Linked DNA regions of Mus musculus: regions 1, 2, 3 and 5 are each linked to region 4. A link is a contact called in public HiChIP or PLAC-seq and promoter capture Hi-C data. All regions are on one chromosome and are shown on one strand. Each heading gives the region's core, a stretch centred on a gene start, on an enhancer-like site or on the middle of the called end of the contact. The rest is flanking DNA. Distances are from core to core; before and after follow the strand shown. Region 1 overlaps Cemip (cell migration inducing protein, hyaluronan binding). Region 2 overlaps LOC117997403 (a long non-coding RNA gene). Region 3 overlaps Cemip (cell migration inducing protein, hyaluronan binding). Region 4 holds the start of Cemip (cell migration inducing protein, hyaluronan binding). Region 5 overlaps LOC117997403 (a long non-coding RNA gene).

Region 1 (2,700 bases), core at 73-2,572, 85 kb before region 4:
GCAAGTGAAGGTCCAGAAAAAGAAGCAGGGAGAAGGGGCTAATTGATGTGAGGCTATTTTCATTTTCTCAGCAATTAGATTGTGAAGAACAAATCAGACTTACAGGGAGCACAGAGGAGGTGGGGAGATGGAGGGGAGGCTTAGGTGAGCCCACAAGGGAAAGGGTTCTGTAGGGAGACCAAGGGGGGTATCAGGAGTGGAAGCAAGTGTCACAGTGCAGGGGACTTAGAATCAGTACATTCCACAGGTAAAGTTGGCACAGGAGTCACATCTACAGCATGGGACCAGAACCAGTTCCAATTCAGTTAGTGTCATGGCAGGCATAGCAGCTCTAAGGGGTACTGGATCATTCTTCAGTTATGCAAAAAAAAGCCATAATTGCCATAGTTAGATATCTAAAGAAGAGCCTAGAGGGAGACATGCTGTTATCTACACTCAACTGCACCAGATAAAGACTGTTCAGTCTTCTATTGAGCGCAAGTTTACTGTGTGGGTGCCCAGCCCCCACATTCTCTCCCATGTGTGCGGCAGACACCTTTGGTTCTGTTTGCCTCACTGTTGGTGAGAATTCATACTTTAAGTGTCACTACAATGAGAACTCCACATTTGTGGGGTTTCAATGAGTCACCATTTTAGATTCTAAGTTTCAAGTAATGACAACATAGCAGATGCAGACTTCCCTGCTGGCTGAAGAGAAGAGCTGCTACCAGCCTCTACATAGGCTGGGCAGCTCCCCACCTTGATATAGAATGCTCAAAGCTGGTGCTCAAAGCAACAGCTCTGAGAGCTGGGTGTTAAATTCCACACCTAAGCTTATCTCCAAAGAGGATAGTCCCAAATTCCTAGTAGCCTTTCACCTGGTCCTGGATGTGGGAATCAGTCTCAAGGAGCTGATTATCAGAGTGTGAAGAGCAAATGTAGCCTCCCGGAGTGCATCCTGGGAAGAAACAGTTCCACTAAGTGGACAGTGCTTCGGGTCTTAGTGTGTCTCACTTCCAAGCCAAGCCCAGAGTCCTTTCCCTGTCTGGGCATATGACTCTGCAGCCAACTTCGCATCTCAGCTTGGCTATGGTGGGCCTCACACTACAGGTTTGTCCACTATCAGGATCATGAGCCCCGCTCTAAAAACTCTGAGCCTATGGCTAAGACAGTACTTCTGTTACTGGATGTGGTGGGCCCTCCTTTGTGGAAGTGTGGAAGGTGGGTTTTCATACATATGAATCAGTAAATCATCTGAAAATCTCCAGTACCATCTTTGAAACATCACCATGGCAACCACACTGATTTCCTTGACTACGGCAGAGGGCCTGCGAAGCAGACTATAAGGGAATGACTACTTAAAGCATGAATGACAAAGGCAATTTCTACTTCTCTCCCAAAGAGCACAGACTGAAGGGCATCAGGGAGAGGCACAGCCTCCATTCCAAAGGGTTTATATGCAAACTGGGGTGTGGGAGGAAACACCCAGGAAGTATCTGAATACTCCCCAAGCTGAATCACCCCAATAATAAACCCAAATACAGTTCCTAGCCTGGAGTCAATACCCAATTTGTGTTTATTAATTGAAAGAGAAGATGAATGAACTCAGGCAATGTCATAAATCATTGCACTAAACACTGACACTTTGCCTACTTGCTATGTCACCCAAGAATTAAGGAGATTTTGTATGAAATCACAGTGAAGGCATTCTATGCTACACAATGCTTCCTACCCTCAGTGGGCTGGTAAACAATGTAATTCAATGTGAGGTCCTTTATCATGGAAGAGCATAAAACTCGAGTAATAATAGCATTTTATGATGAGCAATGAATGGTATCCATGGTGGTCTTATCAAACCCCTGCTCAGTTTCTAAGACTGGTACTCTGTACCTCTAGTGTCTGCCAAAGGTTCCAGTTATTCAGTGGTTGCTTCCTGGAGCCTGGGTGAAGTGTCCTGTGCTTCTAACCTTAATGTAAAATTCACATAAAGATCACTTGCTTGGTACCACGAGGTAAAAGGAAAGATAGAAACCTCACAAGATAAAATAAGTAAACCACTTAAAGCAAAGTTGACCATACTGAGATAGTAAGATAGATCTAAGTAGGGTGCTGGGCTGTAACACAGGCCTATAACCTTAGGGAAGATTGCAAGTTTGAAGCTAGCCTGGATCATACTGAAAGAGACACTGTCTCAAACAGAAAACAGCTGGGTGTGGTGGTGCATACCTTTGATCCCCAGAACTCCAGTGGCAGAGACGGGCTGATCTGTGAGTTTAAGCCCAGTCAGGGCTACCTTGTGAGGTCCTATCTTAATATATAAACCAAACTAAACAACAAAAAAGAAAAACACAATCTAATCCTTGCTGAGGGTATTGAGGCCGAAAGGGGTTTTATGGGCCCAGATCCTGACTTGATGGCACACTGTAGGGAGGGATGCTCTGAAACTGAGTAGACCAGAGGTAGAAAGCCATGTCTAGGCTGAATTCTCCCTCTCCACTTCCTGACTCTCTTTCAGACAGATTCTAAATTTTGTATTAGCAGCTAACATTTAAAATCAAGGTTTTTAATAAAAATTCACATTTCTGGTCTCCTTTAAAAATTCAAAATATCTTACAACAATGTCTCCCCTTTCCAATTTCCAGAATTGAGAGATGGGTGCTCTATGAGGGAAGTCTCGGCTCCATGGAGACGATAGTACCTTTCCAACTAGGTTCGCTTGCA
Region 2 (2,700 bases), core at 194-2,693, 130 kb after region 4:
AGCTTGGACCAGAGCCTCCTCACCTCACTCCCGCCTTGACGTTAGCTTCAATCTCTGCAGGAAAAATTGATGACGGGAATTCTAGAAGCCCAGAAAGGCCCTGGAGACGAGTAGGCTGTAAAAGAGGAGAGATGCAGTCATTAATGGCAATCTCTATTCACTGCATTAGCGGGTACCCCAGTGAGCACGCATGAACAATGAGTGACTAAAATAGACAAGTAAATCTGTCTGTAGTAGATAAGGTCCATTTTTCACAAGCCCAAGCTCTGTCTGGGATGGAAGTTAGTTACTTTATTTCCCTATTTAGCCACTGCGGCCACAAAAGCTTCCCTATCTTCATCATACTAGTCATCTGTCTCTTGACGGCCCTCTTCCTGCCCCTCTGCTCTGTTCCACTTGGAAGGAGGCTGGGACTGTGCACTTGGCTTAGATTCTGCATGCTGCTTAGACTATATAGATCCTGCCCCTGGGTACATGGTCAGGGGATGGGAAGGAGGGACAAAGGAGGCCTTCCTGATTTTTCTTACTGTCAGTAACAGCATCGCAGAGGTTTTAACTCCAGCAGCATTAACAATGACAGTGGAGATTATAGGTGTTGGAATAGCGTGGTGCTTGGTGAGCATTGGCTTAAACAGTGCTGGGGGTTGACATGGGTCATTTGGCAGCTTGGCTCCTAAAATATCAGGGAGAGGATAATATGCAGTGTCCCCACTGGCAGTATGAGCATAGGGCCTCAAGCAACTTCCTCCCACTTCTCGGGTGGGGGTGGGGTCCCAGAATACAGAGTCATTTTCCTTGTTAGCTCTTTATCTGGGCTCAAAAGTTCCAATATTTCTAGTCTCTTGCAGACCTCACTTCTCCCTTTCTTTTGCTTTGGTCTTCAGAATACTTTAGTAAGCATTGCCCTGAATTCACTTCCAGTATTTGCAGCACATAGAGCAACTTCTGTAGTCTAGACTTCATGCTGACTGACACATCTTCCCTCTGTGGCACAGGGGTAGCCCCCAGCCTCTGCCTAGGCATGCCATTGTGTGTGTGAACTTCTGAAGGGGCTTCTTTACTAACAGAGTTCTTTCCAGTGTCTTGGGGACATGCATTTTCCCACCCTTGACCTTCTGCTGAGAATGAAGGGAAGAATGTCTGTGGCTGGGTGAGTACCACGTTCCCTCCATGGTGCTATCAGCTTCCTTTCTGTGGGAGCATCTCTATAAACTAAAAATAAATTTCTTCATGTCTCAGAGAAATTAAACTTGCCAACTTTTAGACATGTTACTTGAAACCCCTATTAGTTCTCTGTTGCATGTGATTCACAGCCACGTAAAGAACAAAGCAGAAATCCCCATGGGAGGGAGAGATCAGGAAGATGATCCCCCTACCCCCAAACATGTGGCTGTTTGTTACTGTGTTGGTTACTAAATATAAAGACCCACTCCGGGGCTTCCCCTCTCTATTTTCACATCCTCTGTTCACATGGCACTTTGATTCCAGCCAGCAGGTCTCAGGCCATTCTTTTCCTTGGCTGTGAGAAAGTAAATATTAGTAAAAGTCTGTGCCTGGGCTCTGCAATGCCAATTGTCATCATAGAGACTGTCACTGTGCAGCTTCCTGCCCTGATTCACTCCACAGTGAGATACAGGGGATGTTTATACATTTCTTGCCAAGGAACAAGCTGTCTCCTTAGATATGTGGGTATAACTTTTAAAATAATTTACTTTTAATTAAAAGCATAAATAGAGCAGTATGGTGGTTTGAATGAAAAGGGTCCTCATGGGCTCATGTATTTGAATACTTGGTTCCCCATCTTGTTTGGAACTGTTTGGAAAGGCTTAGGAGGGGTGGCCTTGTTGGAGGCCAAAAGACCTGCACCATTCCCAGTGTCTCTCCCTGTACTTCTGCTTAAGGATCAAGAAGTATCTATGGTTCCAGATTTCTTTCCTAGGATACAATTTGTGAAACACATGAAACTCAAGAAGAACCACGACCAAAGTGTGGACACTTTACTCTTTCTTAGAATTGGGAACAAAACACCCATGGAAGGAGTTACATAGACAAAGTTTGGAGCTGAGACAAAAGGATGGACCATCTAGACACTGCCATATCTGGGGATCCATCCCATAATCAGCCTCCAAACGCTGACACCATTGCATACATTAGCAAGATTTTGCTGAAAGGACCCTGATATAGCTTTCTCTTGTGAGACTAGGCCGGGGCCTAGCAAACACAGAAGTGGATGCTCACAGTCAGCTATTGGATGGATCACAGGGCCCCCAGTGGAGGAGCTAGAGAAAGTTTCCAAGGAGCTAAAGGGATCTGCAACCCTGTAGGTACAACAACATTATGAACTAACCAGTACCCCCTGGAGCTCATGTCTCTAGCTGCATATGTCAGAAGATGGCCTAGTCGGCCATCAGTGGAAAGAGAGGCCCATTGGTCGTGCAAACTTTATATGCCTCAGTACAGGGGAACGTCAGGGCCAAGAAGTGGGAGTGGGTGGGTAGGGGAGGGAGGGTATGGGGGACTTTTGTGATAGCATTGGAAATGTAAATGAGGAAAATACCTAATAAAAATAAATAAATTTTTTAAAAAAGTTGCTTCATTATGGGGTGTTGTTAATTAGCTTTTAGGTTAAATTGCAAATATTTTATTGGTGACTTTTATACATATGCTTATAATATATTTTGTTTCTATTTCCTGTATTTA
Region 3 (2,700 bases), core at 101-2,600, 100 kb before region 4:
CATGCAGCAAGGCCTGGAAGTCAGGCTTTGCCCATCCTGCATAGCTGCATGCTACCAGGAGGCACAAGGAGTGACATGAGCTCAAATGATCTGCCAAAGGGGCCACTGACATCCCAGGAGGCCTTCTACCATGCACTGTGATGATAACCTAAGTATCCTCCTACAGATGCAGACATGGGAAATCCTTCCTTGCTAGGAACACCCAACAGATCCATGGAGTTCAGTAGCTTCCTGTGCACTCAAGCAAAGCCCCTGGTTGTCTTGCAACCTCTTCTCCCTTCTGTGATCCTAGGCGCTCTCGTGGTCTGCCCTGTAGTCTACCTGTCCTCCTCATGGCTGACCCACCCCTGCTCAGGTGCTGTGTCCACATGCCTTCCCTTCCAGCACTACTTCTCTTTCCTGACCACTCTGTCATCTTCTCCCAGCTTCCCACTTAATCATGAATTCCTCAGGGAAAGAACCACGCCCACTCCAACAGAGTAGAATCCCTCCTCCCTCTGCCCAGCTCATTACACATCTCTTTTATAATTATTGTGCTGGGACTCTAGCATCCTCCTTTCTTTGATTTCTGGATGCCATGAGATAAGCAACTTCCTCCATCACTAGCTCTTGCCCTAAACAACAGGGCTAACAAACCTAGAACTGAGGCTTCCAAACCCATGAGTCTTTCTTCTTAAGTGAAGTTATTTCAAATATCAGTTAGGCTGCCTGCTTGGACAATGTATTGATGCATCAGTAAGGAGCCAGTGCTTATATTGAGTATCTCAGCATTTTGTTTGATTTGTAGGACTCTGAGAATAGCTCACAGATTCCAATCTTTCACTTGAAGTCTACCAGTGTTCAGATTCCTGCAGCCTGAAATGAGGAGATACCTACCTGCCACCTTGACCTGTGTAGAGGTGCAAGCTTTGCAGGGGAGCACCCGGAACTCTTCTGCCTGGTACATCGAATAGTCAGTGCTGGCAACAACCAGGGTGTCTCCAGGCCTCCATGACCGCACATTGTCCACCAGACTCAGGATGGTGCTGTTTACGTTGGTGTCGATGCTAACCGTGAGCTTGGGCCTCACTGTAACCCAAAACAGGAAGGACTAAGACACAGCCCTTTGCCTTCAGCAAACATGTGGCTGCCCACCTCTTCCCCTCCCCTCTGGAAATCAGTAAATGCCAGGTGTGCCCTTCCAAAACCCGAATCACCAGACTCTCTCTCATCCCAGTCTCAGTACTTACAGGTTTTTGAAGTCAACAAAAACCCAACCAAAAAAGACCCATTCATTAGCTCTGGGCAGAGGAATTTTCCACTGACTTCTAAGCTAGTTTTCAGTGTGTTGCCTCACCACACCCACTTTGCCCAAGATGTAAAACAAATATAGTTCCTCTCCACTATTATTTACAGTAGCCATAAGTCCCACCCCCAAGTCCAATGACTGCTTTCTGGAGATGCTGATTCCAGAACAAGCCAGCCATTTCCAGTCCTGTCTAATGAGCACTGCCTGGGGAACTGGGTTTGAAACAACAGCACCAGAAGAGGCAGAGAGACTGTGTCAACCCTGCCCATCAGCACACTGCATTCTTGGACCAAGCCCGCCCCTTCTAGAAAGGCTTACGACAGGCCAGAGATTTGCTATCTGCTTCCAATGCCTGGGACCATCTGGCTGCTTCTGCACTCAGTGTGGGTGATTGTGACACTATGATACTCAACATGGCAGACCCAGACATCCCATTTCACAGTGCATAGAAGCCAGATCAGGGATCCGGTCGGGAATCAGAGCTCAGTTGCAGTTCTAACCCAATAAGGAGCTAGGATTTGCTTGCATACCGGGTTTTCCACATAAGAATCGCACTCGATAGCTTCGGCAGGCTCTGCCCCGGGTGTAGCAAGCAAACCTGTAATCTTGGCCATTTTTGTAGACAACCTCAGTGCTGAGGGCGACTCCATCCATTGTTGTGGCCTGAGAACAGAATGGAAATTACAGAGCAAGGATGCTTTTTTTATGAAGAGGGAAAGTGCTGATTAATGTCCCCAACTTATATTTACAAGTCTAAAATTGTCCCCACTGTGAAACTTATTTACAACAGCCCAGGACCCTTATCCCAATAGTCTTTGTGAGTTTTGTTATAAGAAAGTCAGTGTTAAGTCTCGGGAATGGATGTGGTGAGGCCTGATTTCTGGGAGAGAGTCAGCTAGAAGGTTTGTGATCTAGCAGGAGTCCTGAGTCCTACTTATTGCTCATCATTGTGCGCACATTTACAGAGCATCCACCATACACAGGCTTTCTTAGGACCCTGATATGTCTCTTCTTATGACCATCTCGCCACCCTCAGACTATGTAAAGAGCTAGCTTTTATTTACCAGGGAATGACTCTATACAACCCACAGGTGCCCAAATGGGTTTCTGTATAACACCAGGAATCTCAAAATTCTATATGCCTACACTCTACCAAATAGGTTTCTCTAATGACACAACAAACCAGTTCAGCCCAAACAAGAATATATAGTCAGATTTGTTGGGAGGTAGCGCTCCTGTGGGTTCACTGATCTCAAAGGAGCAGGTAAGTGAACTTGAGCATTGCCTCTAAAGCAAGGGGCTTTACAGAATTTAGGTGAGGAGAGATGATGTGTCTAATAGGAGCTGTGACTGTGCCCTTATCTGCTAAAACCTGAGCCTCTGGATGAGCACCCTCAGGTGGGTGTCTGGAA
Region 4 (2,700 bases), core at 155-2,654:
ATCAGTGAGGGAGGTGCCTGAACACACCAGACTCAGGGCCACAGGCCCCGAGTGGCGGAAGTAGCTGGGAGCTGTCCATGGTGGCGCCGAGCCTGGGCACGCGGAGCAGCCTATTCCCCGCCCGCGGGCGCGCCTTAGGGTCCCTCTCCAGACCGCGGAGATGGAAATGACTCCCTGGCTCACGGTCTCCTGGACAGGCTTCAGCCAAGCCGTGGCTCTCACATCAAAAGCTTGGTTTTAAAGAGAAGGTCTTACCTGTGGGCAGAGTTGGCTGCTCGGAGCAGGACTGAGAACCTCAGACCTGGGGCGGGTAGAGTGTCCAGTCTTGGGGAACACCGGCACAACGCTCGGTCAAGAGCACAAGGATTCTCTGGGGTTCATTCCGAGATGTCACCGAACCAGAGCGGAGAGCTTGAGAACCGTGGACAACTCAGTCTTGTGCCTTATGGAGACCTTGGTTTTTCTGTCAATCTAGCGAGACCCTTCTTGCAGATGCTGTCTGTTGCCAGGGGCCACCAAATGTCCCTGCAGCGCTGCCAGGCTTAGTGTTTGTTTAAATAACAGCAGAGGCCACCGAGGTCGTCTAACATCAGATCATCTCCTCCAGCCCGGTGCCAGCGTATCACTGGGAGGGCAGAGGCAGGTTAGGGAACCCAGGAGACCTTGCCTACGTGGTAGCGACAAGGTACAGTCTTGCGAAGCTCACCATTAGCCACACGGTAAGCGCGTTCCCTGCACCGGGCTCCTTGCGAGACCTGCCTAGGGGCCATCTCTCTTCGATTAGACACTGTTGTTTGTGTGAACATCTGGTGCCATTCACAGGGGCACAAACTAAGCAAAACAGAAATCCACCTCCCGTCGAATACATTCCTGGACGATGGTGTCCCCAACACCTGACATTTGTAAAGATTTCAGAGACGAAGGACCGTGGCGGAGGCGTGTGCCCACCAATATATTCATGGATAGGCAGGCAGGCAGACAGACAGACAGACAGACAGACAGACAGTGGTAGACAGCATAGAATAATAGGCTGGACAATCAGACTGATGGAGGGCAACGTTCTACCTAACAGAGGGGAGAATGTGGGATCCGGTCTCTCCTCTCCTCCCCATAGCTTAACCCAAGCAGCCCTCGCGCCCTAGCTCCGGTCCTCTTACCTCAGGTTGATGACCGAGACCCTGCCACGCCTCGGGGATCTGGAGTGCAGCATCCCGTAGTCTAGTATCTGATCCCACGCGTTGAGCTCCTGAGCGTAAGCAAGTGGGACGGGAGCTGGCGGAAAGTGGGGTGCAGATTCCGACCTCACTCGGCACAGTGCTCCAGCAGCACCAGACCACTGCCACTCAGCGCAGAAGGCGCTCCTCGCTCGACTCCGCGCGCTCACTGGCTTAGTAGCTAGCTCGGAGCTGCCAGCCCGAGCCGACGCTTTTTATAGTCGCCTTCCGGGCCTGACTCCTCCCCACCAGAGCCCCCGGCGCCCGCACTCATCCCGTCCCCCCTGTCCCACCCCTGTCTCTGGGCAGCGTCCTCCCACTCACCGCGGTGGGCGGCCTGCGGGGCTGGACCCGGGCGGGCTCTGGCGGCCGCTCCGGGAGCCGCAGACCTGAGCCCGAGAGCCGCCGCCGGGACAAGCCGTGGCCACCAGGTGAGGGCGCTGGAGCCTAGGACGAAAGCTGCGGACCTCCGAGGGCTTAGTGATGGAAGCGCAGCTTGTATCCAGTGGCCTCCCCAAGGGACAGTCAGCCAGAAAAAAGAGATTTTGACAGAGTCGCCACCACTCTACGTTCAGGCTGTTAGATTTCAAACCCGTAACACTTTTTGTAAGCCAACATAGCAACAGAATCCAGGATCGCCTAGGTCTAGAGGTCTCTTAGAGAAGATCTTGTTTTGAAAGCTAGGGAGATGACCGCTAAGATGTTTACAGGTTTGAAAAAACAGAGTTCAGTTCCCAGAATCCTCATAAAAATGCCTTGGGTGGGCAATAGCCCTAATTTGTAATTCCAGAGCTGGGGAGGTGGAGACAGGTGGCTTGTTGGGGCTTGCTGGCCAGTCCGGGTAAAATAGAGATACCCGGTCTCAAAAACAAATAACACTCCAAGCAGCTTGACCTCTGTCTTAGGGGACACACACATACACACACACACACACACGGATAGTAGAGTTACTTCTTCACATGTGTCAGTTTTCTGCACATGCCAGTTACTTGACCATAAACAAGGGACTTCACCATTGGGCTCCCATGAGCCTGGAGAGAGGATTTCAGTGAGATTTTGTGGGTACTAAGTCATAGTAAGTGTTTGCTATCCTGCATGTAGTCTGTGCCTGGACAGGACAATGTTCTCAAGGATCAAAACAAGACAGTGCCACCAGTGAGTTATCCTCTGCCATAGGAATAAGTAAGCCCACCCAGAGCATCTAGCATCTCCTCAACACTGGGTGCCCTGAGCACCAGCTACCTATCCACTCTGACCCTGGCAAAAAGGGTGAAAGGTGCTGGGGATTTTTTTTTCCATTTCATTTTAATTCTAAGATGACAGCTTTGGTTGCAATTCTATATGCTGTCCCTCTTTGAGACTTATTGCTCAGCTCCCTCCTCTGGTTAATGAGAGTTCTCAAGTACACATTTCTTCCTGCCTGCCAATGTCCTATGCTCACTGCTGTGCGAGAGGGTCTTCATTCTAGGCAGTGCCCACCAGCTTT
Region 5 (2,700 bases), core at 74-2,573, 100 kb after region 4:
ACAAGAGGCTGTCAGGATTCCTTCCCCGGGACTTCTTCCTCACTGTAAAGAAATTTTCCAAAATAAGCTGGGTGCAACAACACATGTTTGTAATCTCAACACTTGGGAGGAAGAGGAAGGAAGATCTCTGTGAATTCTAGGCCAGGGTATGTAATGAGTCACTGTCTTGAAACAACAGCAATAAACTTTCCAAAATGCAATAGCATAGAAGACCACCATGCTCTTAATATCAAGCTTCAATGATCACCAACTATGACTCAGCTGTTCCTGTTTCTTATCTAGCTTGTCATTTTAAATGTAATATTTTACATACATTCTTTGAGGTTTTCATATATGCATACAATGTATTTTGATTATCTTCATCCCACACTCTTTCCCCTCCTTTTCTAGGTCTCTTCCCCCCAACTCCCACCCCACACCTCTTCACTCCTCTCCTGATTTCATGTCTGCCTTAGTTAGGGATTATACTGTGATCAAACACTGTGACAAAAAGCAGCTTGGGCAGGCCAAGATATATTTCTGTTTTCAACTCTCAAGTCACAGTCCTTTACTGAGAGAAGGCCGGGAAAGAGCCCAAAAGAGGAATCTGGATGCAGAAACTGGAGCAAAAGTCATAGAGAAAAGCTGATTACTGGCTTGCTTCCTTGACTAGCTTCATTTGCTTTTTTATACAACTCAAGACCACTTGCCCAGGGTGGCACTGCCCACAGTGAGCTACTTCCTCCCACATCAGTCATTAATAAAAGAACTTGTCTTCCAAAATTGTTGGCAGCCCACATAGCCCAGTCTTTGGGGCTGTTTTCTCAACCGAGAGTCCCTCTTCCCAAATGACTCTAGCTTGTGTCAAGTTAACTTAAAATTAGCCAACAGAATGACTTAAAAAATAATAAATCACTGCATCCAATCTGTGTTACATCTGTATGCATAGCTGTGGTACTTGCTAATTACTCTGATTCAAGTACCCTGTGTCTGGGATTCCCCTCTCAAGAGTAGCTTTTCGTATTTAATACTCATGTTGCTATCATGCCAAGAAAACTAGCTAACCTAAGAGGATGAAAAAGGCACAAGGGGATACACAGGGCAAAGGACTCTCCATACTTCAGTTTATGGTATTCCCAGGGTTCTTAGAGGCTTCCCTGAAGTTTGGTAAAGACCTATAGAATCTTGGAGCCAAAATTGTCTTTACCACCGGTCATTGAGACTAGTCAGCTCTCTCCAATGGTGAGAGCTACCCTGAGAGGCTTTCCTCCACCGACCTTTGACACAAAACACATTTCCTTAATGACGATGTCCTCGATTCCAGTAGCAGGAAGAAATGACCACTCCCATGTCTGAATCACCAGGCCCTCTCAAAGAGCCTTCTTGTTCCCCATTGTTCTAGAGCTACTGGGGACACACGGAAGCTTCTTATACAGTTAAAAGCTCCTGTAATCAGCAGTATAGGTTCTCTGTCTCACTACCAACATCAACATACACAATCCAATGTTTCCACAAAGGTCTGATGATTGTATACAGAAATAAAGGCAGTTTCACTTTGGTTAAAGGAAGTCATAGAACCATGCAAAAGTTGAGAAGAAGAGTTACAAAGACCAGGGCAGTGTCTCAGAGTTTCTAAGTCATGTGTACATAATAGAAGGTGAACATCAAAAAATCTTCAGGCATATAGTAATAATAAAATTTAAAAACCAGAAGTGTTGTTATATTACTCTTTTTGAGACTATATAGCCCAAACTGTAATTAGGACTCATTCAGTAGTTCAGTCTGTCCTCAAATTACTAGCAATCCTCATGTTTCTCTAAGGGCTAGTGTTTCAGGTTTGACCCACTATGTCCATCTTTTGAACCAATTTAATGAAAATATTGAGGCTGCCCACATGAAGCCATAGTTATTGCTCTTTCCATCATGTCCCCCTCTCCCAGGGAAGATGACCAGGACTGAAAACAGAGCATGCTTTGTATCAGAGCTTCTCAGACTATAGACTACCCTAGAAACATCTGGGAGCCCTGTTTCAAGACAAAGCTTCATTCCATAGATCTACAATGACCTGACATGGCTTCTGACAGAACAAGCTCCTGGCAATACCAGTGCCTGACTAAGGTGAGACACCCTAGAGTACAAACGTGTACATCAGTGGTCTCCACAGGAAACAACCAGGGAGATTCAAAAGTATATAACTTCCTACACCTGATTCATCTGGGCTGAAGCTGAGCTTTGGGGATTTTAAAAAAATCTCCAAGCTGTTTAAAATATGAAAACAAGCTAGAGATATTTTTATATATCAAAATTCAAGCTATGCATGGCACTAGTGCTTTCCAGAAGCATTATATGTTTTAATATGTAAATACAGACAAGTGAAGAACACAGAGAAAGCTTGTGATTCTGCTCTGAGATGAAAAAAATCATTAACACATTACCATAGTATGTCATTCGGATCATACATATGTATATATGCATGTATATATATGTTCAGATGATTCTTATTTCTGCCAAATGAGATCATGTCCATAGAACTCTTTAATTCATAATTTATTTATGGAACCAACCCATCTGGGGACATGTATTGTGTGAGAGCTGGGACATTTAGACTATTTCATCTTAATTTCTTTGTTGTGCTCATAGGTTTAAAAGTACAACTAGTGTTTTGTTCTGCTTTTCTTTAGCCTTTTTGTACATAGGATTTTTTTTTTAGGGAGTTTTTGT

Evidence for each region. Promoter capture Hi-C pulls out the DNA fragments that hold promoters and counts their contacts. HiChIP or PLAC-seq counts read pairs in DNA pulled down with a chosen protein or histone mark.
Region 1: a contact with region 4 is called in an HNF4G HiChIP or PLAC-seq map of pancreatic cancer cells. The contact joins the enhancer-like site here to the promoter of Cemip in region 4. A contact is called at or near these places in 2 of 39 promoter capture datasets (the 3T3-L1 cell line and embryonic stem cells), 10 of 484 Hi-C or Micro-C datasets (the AML12 cell line, the HL-1 cell line, cortical neurons and 5 more), 6 of 115 datasets of contacts at active chromatin or transcription factors (embryonic stem cells, extraembryonic endoderm stem cells, forebrain and 1 more) and 1 of 9 other capture datasets (pancreatic islet).
Region 2: a promoter capture Hi-C map of liver shows a contact between it and region 4. The contact joins the enhancer-like site here to the promoter of Cemip in region 4. A contact is called at or near these places in 12 of 39 promoter capture datasets (the C10 cell line, the HPC-7 cell line, cranial neural crest and 7 more), 2 of 15 datasets of contacts at CTCF or cohesin (the NIH/3T3 cell line and large pre-B cells), 10 of 484 Hi-C or Micro-C datasets (ECoMG-derived neutrophils, the G1E-ER4 cell line, the HPC-7 cell line and 5 more), 2 of 115 datasets of contacts at active chromatin or transcription factors (astrocytes and stem cell-derived neural progenitor cells) and 1 of 9 other capture datasets (macrophages).
Region 3: an HNF4G HiChIP or PLAC-seq map of pancreatic cancer cells shows a contact between it and region 4. The contact joins the enhancer-like site here to the promoter of Cemip in region 4. A contact is called at or near these places in 3 of 39 promoter capture datasets (the 3T3-L1 cell line, embryonic stem cells and hippocampal neurons), 1 of 15 datasets of contacts at CTCF or cohesin (the NIH/3T3 cell line), 9 of 484 Hi-C or Micro-C datasets (the AML12 cell line, the HL-1 cell line, cortical neurons and 4 more), 6 of 115 datasets of contacts at active chromatin or transcription factors (embryonic stem cells, extraembryonic endoderm stem cells, forebrain and 1 more) and 2 of 9 other capture datasets (embryonic stem cells and pancreatic islet).
Region 5: an H3K4me3 HiChIP or PLAC-seq map of intestinal villus epithelium shows a contact between it and region 4, with 5 read pairs. The contact joins the enhancer-like site here to the promoter of Cemip in region 4. A contact is called at or near these places in 8 of 39 promoter capture datasets (the 3T3-L1 cell line, the C10 cell line, the HPC-7 cell line and 3 more), 1 of 15 datasets of contacts at CTCF or cohesin (the NIH/3T3 cell line), 7 of 484 Hi-C or Micro-C datasets (the G1E-ER4 cell line, bone marrow-derived macrophages, cerebral cortex and 2 more), 4 of 115 datasets of contacts at active chromatin or transcription factors (CD8 T cells, bone marrow-derived dendritic cells, double positive thymocytes and 1 more) and 2 of 9 other capture datasets (embryonic stem cells and pancreatic islet).

The regions. Positions count from the first base shown.
Region 1 is chr7:84,000,414-84,003,113 of GRCm38.p6, forward strand. The region is part of intron 2 of Cemip (cell migration inducing protein, hyaluronan binding); the gene reads right to left. All of the region lies in intron 2 of Gm30440 (a long non-coding RNA gene), which reads left to right. Among named protein-coding and RNA genes, the nearest start is that of Gm30440, 32 kb to the left of the region's middle. Within about 2 kb of position 1,323, at least 18 of the 459 cell types and tissues checked have an H3K27ac peak or open chromatin away from gene starts, as enhancers often do. A contact at or near this core is called in cortical neurons and pancreatic cancer cells, where this site is marked.
Region 2 is chr7:84,210,793-84,213,492 of GRCm38.p6, forward strand. The region is part of intron 2 of LOC117997403 (a long non-coding RNA gene); the gene reads left to right. Among named protein-coding and RNA genes, the nearest start is that of Gm26708, 21 kb to the right of the region's middle. Within about 2 kb of position 1,444, at least 20 of the 459 cell types and tissues checked have an H3K27ac peak or open chromatin away from gene starts, as enhancers often do. A contact at or near this core is called in bone marrow-derived dendritic cells, bone marrow-derived macrophages and liver, where this site is marked.
Region 3 is chr7:83,981,316-83,984,015 of GRCm38.p6, forward strand. Cemip (cell migration inducing protein, hyaluronan binding) reads right to left here. Exons shown (of 29, transcript NM_030728.4): 10 at 1,819-1,951; 11 at 877-1,068. The region is part of intron 2 of Gm30440 (a long non-coding RNA gene); the gene reads left to right. Among named protein-coding and RNA genes, the nearest start is that of Gm30440, 12 kb to the left of the region's middle. Within about 2 kb of position 1,351, at least 5 of the 459 cell types and tissues checked have an H3K27ac peak or open chromatin away from gene starts, as enhancers often do. A contact at or near this core is called in pancreatic cancer cells, where this site is marked.
Region 4 is chr7:84,085,101-84,087,800 of GRCm38.p6, forward strand. It overlaps Cemip (cell migration inducing protein, hyaluronan binding), which reads right to left and starts at 1,405. Exons shown (of 29, transcript NM_030728.4): 1 at 1,158-1,405.
Region 5 is chr7:84,187,073-84,189,772 of GRCm38.p6, forward strand. The region is part of intron 2 of LOC117997403 (a long non-coding RNA gene); the gene reads left to right. Among named protein-coding and RNA genes, the nearest start is that of Gm22177, 18 kb to the left of the region's middle. Within about 2 kb of position 1,324, at least 27 of the 459 cell types and tissues checked have an H3K27ac peak or open chromatin away from gene starts, as enhancers often do. A contact at or near this core is called in bone marrow-derived macrophages and intestinal villus epithelium, where this site is marked.